Linked DNA regions of Ovis aries: region 1 is linked to region 2. A link is a contact called in public Hi-C data. All regions are on one chromosome and are shown on one strand. Each heading gives the region's core, a stretch centred on a gene start, on an enhancer-like site or on the middle of the called end of the contact. The rest is flanking DNA. Distances are from core to core; before and after follow the strand shown.

Region 1 (2,833 bases), core at 67-2,566, 140 kb before region 2:
ACTTGTCTCGGTCTCCAGCGCAGGGTTCCCCCGGCTGACAGTGGCTGCACAAAACCCCTCCTGTGCTGAGCAGCGGAAACTCCTAATGAGATTAGTTGGTGTGTGTGCAGACATTACTTAGCAATGACTAAAGGGGCTCTCTTCCTGCAGCAGCCAGTGGAAAATTCAGGGAACTTTTTCCCCCTGCAGCAGCAGAATCCCTTTAACCCTCTCCCCAGCCAACTCCAAAAACAACTCAGCCTCTCCCGGCGTCCCCCATCTCCCGGCTGGGGTGCTGGGGGAGTTAAAGACCCTCCAGGGGCTTCCAAAAGCGGGAGGGTGGGAGGGGGCCGGCGGGGAAGGGGCGGGTGACCCCTCGAACACTACAAAGGAAACTGTAAAAGGCACAAATATATAAACCTGAGAAGGAGCAAACCACAGTTTCTTTGTGAGCTCCTCTAGTGAGTCATTTTCAAGATGCTGTCTGCTGCCAGTTTCAAAGCGGAAGCGCATGGCAATTAGTCTTGCCGTTTCCAGACAAGCCAGAAACTCTCCCGACACTCGTTTCTTTTTTTTTTTTCTTCTTCTTCTAAAAAGCCCCTTTTGCAGTTTCTGAAATAACATTTCTTTCTCCCACCCCCACCCGCCGCCTAACTGCAGCTTGTCCTCAAGATGATTCGGTTCAGAAAACGTAACAAAAATCCAGACCTCCGATTTGTCTTTTAACCCTCCAAAATTGTGATTCCTACCCTCTAAAGTTACAGTAGCATTACAGGCCAACATTCAGTTGCAAGTTGAAGAGCCCCATCCCAAACTGCTGGGGGCTCCAAGACCATCGCCTGCCTGCCGGGTCCTCCTCCCAAATCGTGTCCAGTAATGACTGCCGGCTTTATAAGGTCCAGTTGGGCGTGCGCCTGGGGCGGCGACCCGGGCTGGGGGTCACCTGCCGAGCCAGAGGGGACGCGGCCCCCAGCCCCGCCGTTCGGCTCCCCACGCCCTCCTCTTCCCTCCCCACCCCTGTTCTCCCTGAATCCGAGCATCCGTAACCCAATGCAACCCCGAGGAAGTCCCAGCCCCCCTCGAAGGTCAGCGGTGGTCCAGCCTCCAGGCACGCAGCCTGCTCCAGTCACCGATCCTCCCGGGTACCCCAAGTCTCACCGTCCCCCGCTCCTCCGGCGCGCCCCCTCCTCCGGGCTCGCAGCATAGCCCAGGGCGGGGTGTGCCCGCGCCGGGTGGCCGCAGCCCCCGGGGCCGGCGCGCGCGGACCCAGGCGCAGGAACATCCCGCGGCGCCCACTCCCCGCGGCCTCCCCGCAGCCCCCGGGCCTGCAGCCTCCTAGCGGTGCCCACCCGCCCCACCCCCACCAAACCACACAGAAGAAAGGAAAGGAAAAAAAAAAAAACACAACAACACACAAACCAACCCCCACGAAACTTTGCAAGTGTCCGAGCAACAGGCACGAACCCTACTACCTACCCAGTTGTGGAGGAGCTTTCAAGATCCTTCTTCGGGGGAATTTCTAGGAGGAACCAGGCGAAAGCCCCCGACTTTCCATGCTGACAGGCGTCTGCAGACGGTCTGTTGCTCTTGTAATGAGATCCTGATTTCCCCCCCTTTTTTTTTCTTTCTCTCGCTCCTCTTTTTTTTTTCTTCCCCCCCTCTGGTGTGTGTGAGAGCAGGAAGTTGGAGCAGTCAGGCCGAGCCGGCTCACTTCCTTTACTGCATTATTCCCCAGGCGGTGTGCAGTCTGTGTAAACAGGCTTTTCCGCCCCGCGCCGCGCGCCCCGGCCGCGGCTGTGCGCCGGGGCTGGCCGCCGAGGCCCGCGCATACTCCGCCGCCCCGGGCCCCGCACCGAGCCCGCGCCCCCGCCCGCCGCGCTCCCCGCTTCCTGCTCGGCCACCCCCGGGGAGGAGCCTCCGGACCCCTGGCGACTCCGAGTGGCCGCAGCCCCTCCCCACGGGGGGGCGGGCAAGTCGGCCAGAAACCCGGAGGAGCTGCCCCGGCGCGCTCAGGGGCTGACCTTGGGTGGCGGCCGGGGCCGGGGGGTCCCTCTTCCCCACCCTCTAACCAACCCCCCCCCCCCCACACACACACCGGGGGTCCCTGGGCTGGGGACTACGCTGGGCGCCGCCGTGGGGGCTTGCCCTGCCGGGTTGGTCTGGACGCGGAGGCCCAAAGTGGGGAGGCGGCTGGATTTGCTGTTTAATGTCAGCTGGGATGAAAGAGCGATGGGGCCGAGGGGCATTGGGAGTGGGGTCTCGGTGCTCTGGGCCAAAGGGCTGCTTTGATCGTGGTGGGGGCGTGATTGCTAAGGAGGAGAAGATGTTTGTTGCATGTGCAAAAAAGGAGACTCGGGTTTTGTCTGAGAAAAAAAAAAAAAGCCAGCGCTCAGAGTAGGGGGCCCACTTTGGGGGAAAAGGATGAGAAGCCACAAACTGGAAGCCAGGATTCTCCAGAAGAGCCCTGTCTGGCCGTTCGCTATGGCCTACCCCCGGCCCGACCTTTCCTGCCTGCTAAGGGGACTCCAGAGGGAAATGAGCAGCGACCTGGGGCCCAGGGACTGAGGCTTCGGAGGAAGGCTCCGTGGTCTCAAAACTGGACCCCACACCACACTATTCTCCCACAAGGACACCCGCCTCGAAAGGCTCAGGCCAGGCTCTAACGAGGGAGCTCATCCACTGCCCTGAGGCTTAGAGGAGGGGGCCGGTGGAAGGATCCCCCACCCCAGTCCTGGGCTCCAGCCCCAACTGTTCAGCTTCTGGCCCCTTCCATGTCCACGCCTCTCCTTCCTGAGCAGCGCAGATCCGCCGCTCCCAAACTTAAGAGTGCATCATGTAGGGGGCTTGTTAAAAC
Region 2 (2,790 bases), core at 266-2,765:
CCCAGCATCTTCTTCCTGGACTATTTATTTTAGCAGCAGAAGTGAAGTGAAAGTCACTCAGTGGTGTTCCACTTTTTGTGATCCCATGGACTGTAGCCCCCCAGGTTCCTTTGTCCATTGAATTCTCCAGGCAAGAATACTAGAGTGGGTTGCCATGCCCTTCTCCAGGGGATCTTCCCAACTCAGGGATTGAACCCAGGTCTCCCACATTGCAGGCGGATTCTTTACCATCTGAGGCACCAGGGAAGCCTGGCCATTTCCAAATCTCCTGACTCTGGTTTTGATGCCTCATCCCTATTTTCTGGGGCTTCCCTGGTGGCTCTGACTGTGAGGACTCTACCTGAAATGCAGGAAGTCCAGGTTCAATGCCTGGGTAGGGAAGCTCCCCTGGCGAAAGGCATGGCAACCCACTCCAGCATTCTTACCTGGACAATCCCATGGACAGAGGAGTCTGAGGGGCTACAGTCCATGGGGTCGTAAAGAGTCAGATAGGAGACTAACATACACACAGTCATTCTCTGAATGCTACCAGTGTTCCTTTAATAACATGAGTCTGACCATGTCATTCCCTTGCTTAAAATTCTTCTGTGAGTACTCCATTCACGCATTCAAGATTAAAGGTCCAGCTGTTCAAAGTCCTTCGAGACACATTCTTCTCCAATTTTCCCAGTTTCAACTCTGAGGTTTCATTTTTCAGGCGAGTCATCCTTCACCCCCTCCCCACATTCAGTATGCCCCAGTTCTGTGTCCCCTATGCGCCCACTGCACACCTTTATCATAGAATTCTCTCACTGCAGTATACTGAGGTAATCGTTCTAAGCTTCTAAGATGAGAATGTGGTTTATTTTCATTTTGATCTCTAGGGCCTGGAAATGTACATACGAGGTTGCTGACATGGAAAGCAGACACAAAACGGTTTTTAAATATAAACCTTGATGTTGACTCTTTCACAGTAGCCTTTGAAATGTTTGCATGAACCCTGCAAGGAAAAAACGAAAAGCTCCAGCACCTCCCCGTCGGGGAATCGAACCCCGGTCTCCCGCGTGACAGGCGGGGATACTCACCACTATACTAACGAGGAATTGCACAAGAAGTCTGCCTCTGACAGTTCCCTTATCTCTTTTTACCCCGCCCCTCTCATGACCCATAACCATCAGTAGGCCTGACATTTCTTCTACTGCTATTGCAACTTCCATTGAAGTTGAATGGAACTAAAATAAAAGCCTTCACTTATTTCCATCTGCTTACCCTTCCTCTAACTTCCATTCCCCTCCTTTTCTCCCCTCCTCCCACTTTGGGAGAACTATCGATCCACTTCTACACCCCTCGACACACACACACACTCCCAGAGAGCAAAGCGCACGCCTTGTCGCACTGCACCATGGGACTTGTAGTTCCACCAATGCCACACCCTACTCTTTGCTGACTTCAAAGAACTTCCTTTCCCAGCGGACGCCGCGAATTCCTCCTCCTCTCTTTACCTCACTCTCCCTTTCTCTCGCGCTCAGCGGAGTAGTCTGGTTGCTGAGAGCTGGGGTGCAGGTCGCGTGCATCGGGACTCCTCACAGCCATGCCCGAGGTAGTGGATACGTGCTCCTTGGCCTCCCCGGCGTCCGTCTGCCAGACCAAACACCTGCACCTGCGTTGCAGCATCGACTTTACTCGCCGGGTACTGACCGGGACCGCCGCGCTCACCGTCCAGTCCCAGGAGGACAATCTGCGCAGCCTGGTACGGTGGGACATGCTCCCGGGTGCCCGCCTCTCCCTGGCTACACGTCTCCCGTCTCTCACCCCGCTTCGGCCCCTTCCTCGTGCCTGCCCCCCGCCGGCTTCACGCATCCGTAGATGCTCCTCCGCAGCCCACAACCCTTGTTGTACACCTCCTCTTCAGCCTCCACTCATTTCTCAGTGCCCCGTCTTCAGCCCCCTACGCATCCCATATCAATCCCTCCCAACCCAACTGGAGTCTCTGCATTCTTTCGTTACCCACTTTGTATACCTGCCTTCTCCTGCACTGCTTTCCCCCAAAGCCTCCTTCGCAGTTCCTGGACACATCCTGGTGCCCATTCCACGCCCCGCTCCTCACCCAGCCCTCAAGATTCATCTTAGCAGGAATTCTTTCCCCGCTAATCCTAGCTCCCAGCGCTAAAGCCGCCCCCTGTAGTCTCCCCATTTCCTCGGCCTGGAGCCCAGAACTCCCTCCTCAGGCCCCAGAATTCTTCCAGTCCCCAGCCCACTTTCCTCAGTCCACACCCTCAGCTAAGTCTCAGGCCCTCTGTCCTGCAGATTCTCAGTCCCACCTCTCCCTCCCAGGCCCCTTTATTTCAACCTGCAGATCTACAGGATATGACCGATTACCATCTCCCTGCCAGTTCTAAAACCCCCTAGAATTCCGAGCCCTGCTGTAATACTTTCAGTCTCTGCTTTATAACTCCAGGTGCAGCTGTCTCCGATTCATGGTTCCTCCTACCTTCGCTTCTTATCACCCTTCTCTGAGAATAATTTAAGGAGGGGTGGGACATTCAAGCTTTGATTAATAGTTGGTTCCCAGCAGCAAGTAATATTGCACTTTCTTAGAAAATAAGGACTTCTCCAAGCTCTCTAGCCACCAGAATGATGAAAAACTTGTTTGGCTTTGTGAAGTGTTATTATTTTATCTGTACAACATAGCCTATTTTCAGTGTTCTTACTCAAGGTGTCTGATAATATTTGAATTTCAAAGATAAGGATTTTTACAAAAAAGAGGAACAAGAAAACTAGCCACATATATTGCATAGTGTGGTGACAGCT

What was found. A called contact is a pair of places that touch in the nucleus more often than the background predicts.
Region 1: a contact with region 2 is called in a Hi-C map of skin fibroblasts, with 1.7 times the contacts expected there. The contact joins the promoter of ELK3 here to the promoter of LTA4H in region 2. A contact is called at or near these places in 9 of 16 Hi-C or Micro-C datasets (blood, hypothalamus, liver and 3 more).

Annotation. Positions count from the first base shown.
Region 1 is chr3:166,030,131-166,032,963 of ARS-UI_Ramb_v3.0, reverse strand. It overlaps ELK3 (ETS transcription factor ELK3), which reads right to left and starts at 1,316. Exons shown (of 6, transcript XM_060413074.1): 1 at 1-1,316.
Region 2 is chr3:165,889,604-165,892,393 of ARS-UI_Ramb_v3.0, reverse strand. LTA4H (leukotriene A4 hydrolase) reads left to right here and starts at 1,515. Exons shown (of 19, transcript XM_012174832.4): 1 at 1,515-1,729. The coding sequence starts at 1,571. TRNAD-GUC (transfer RNA aspartic acid (anticodon GUC)) reads right to left here and starts at 1,081; the gene lies at 1,010-1,081.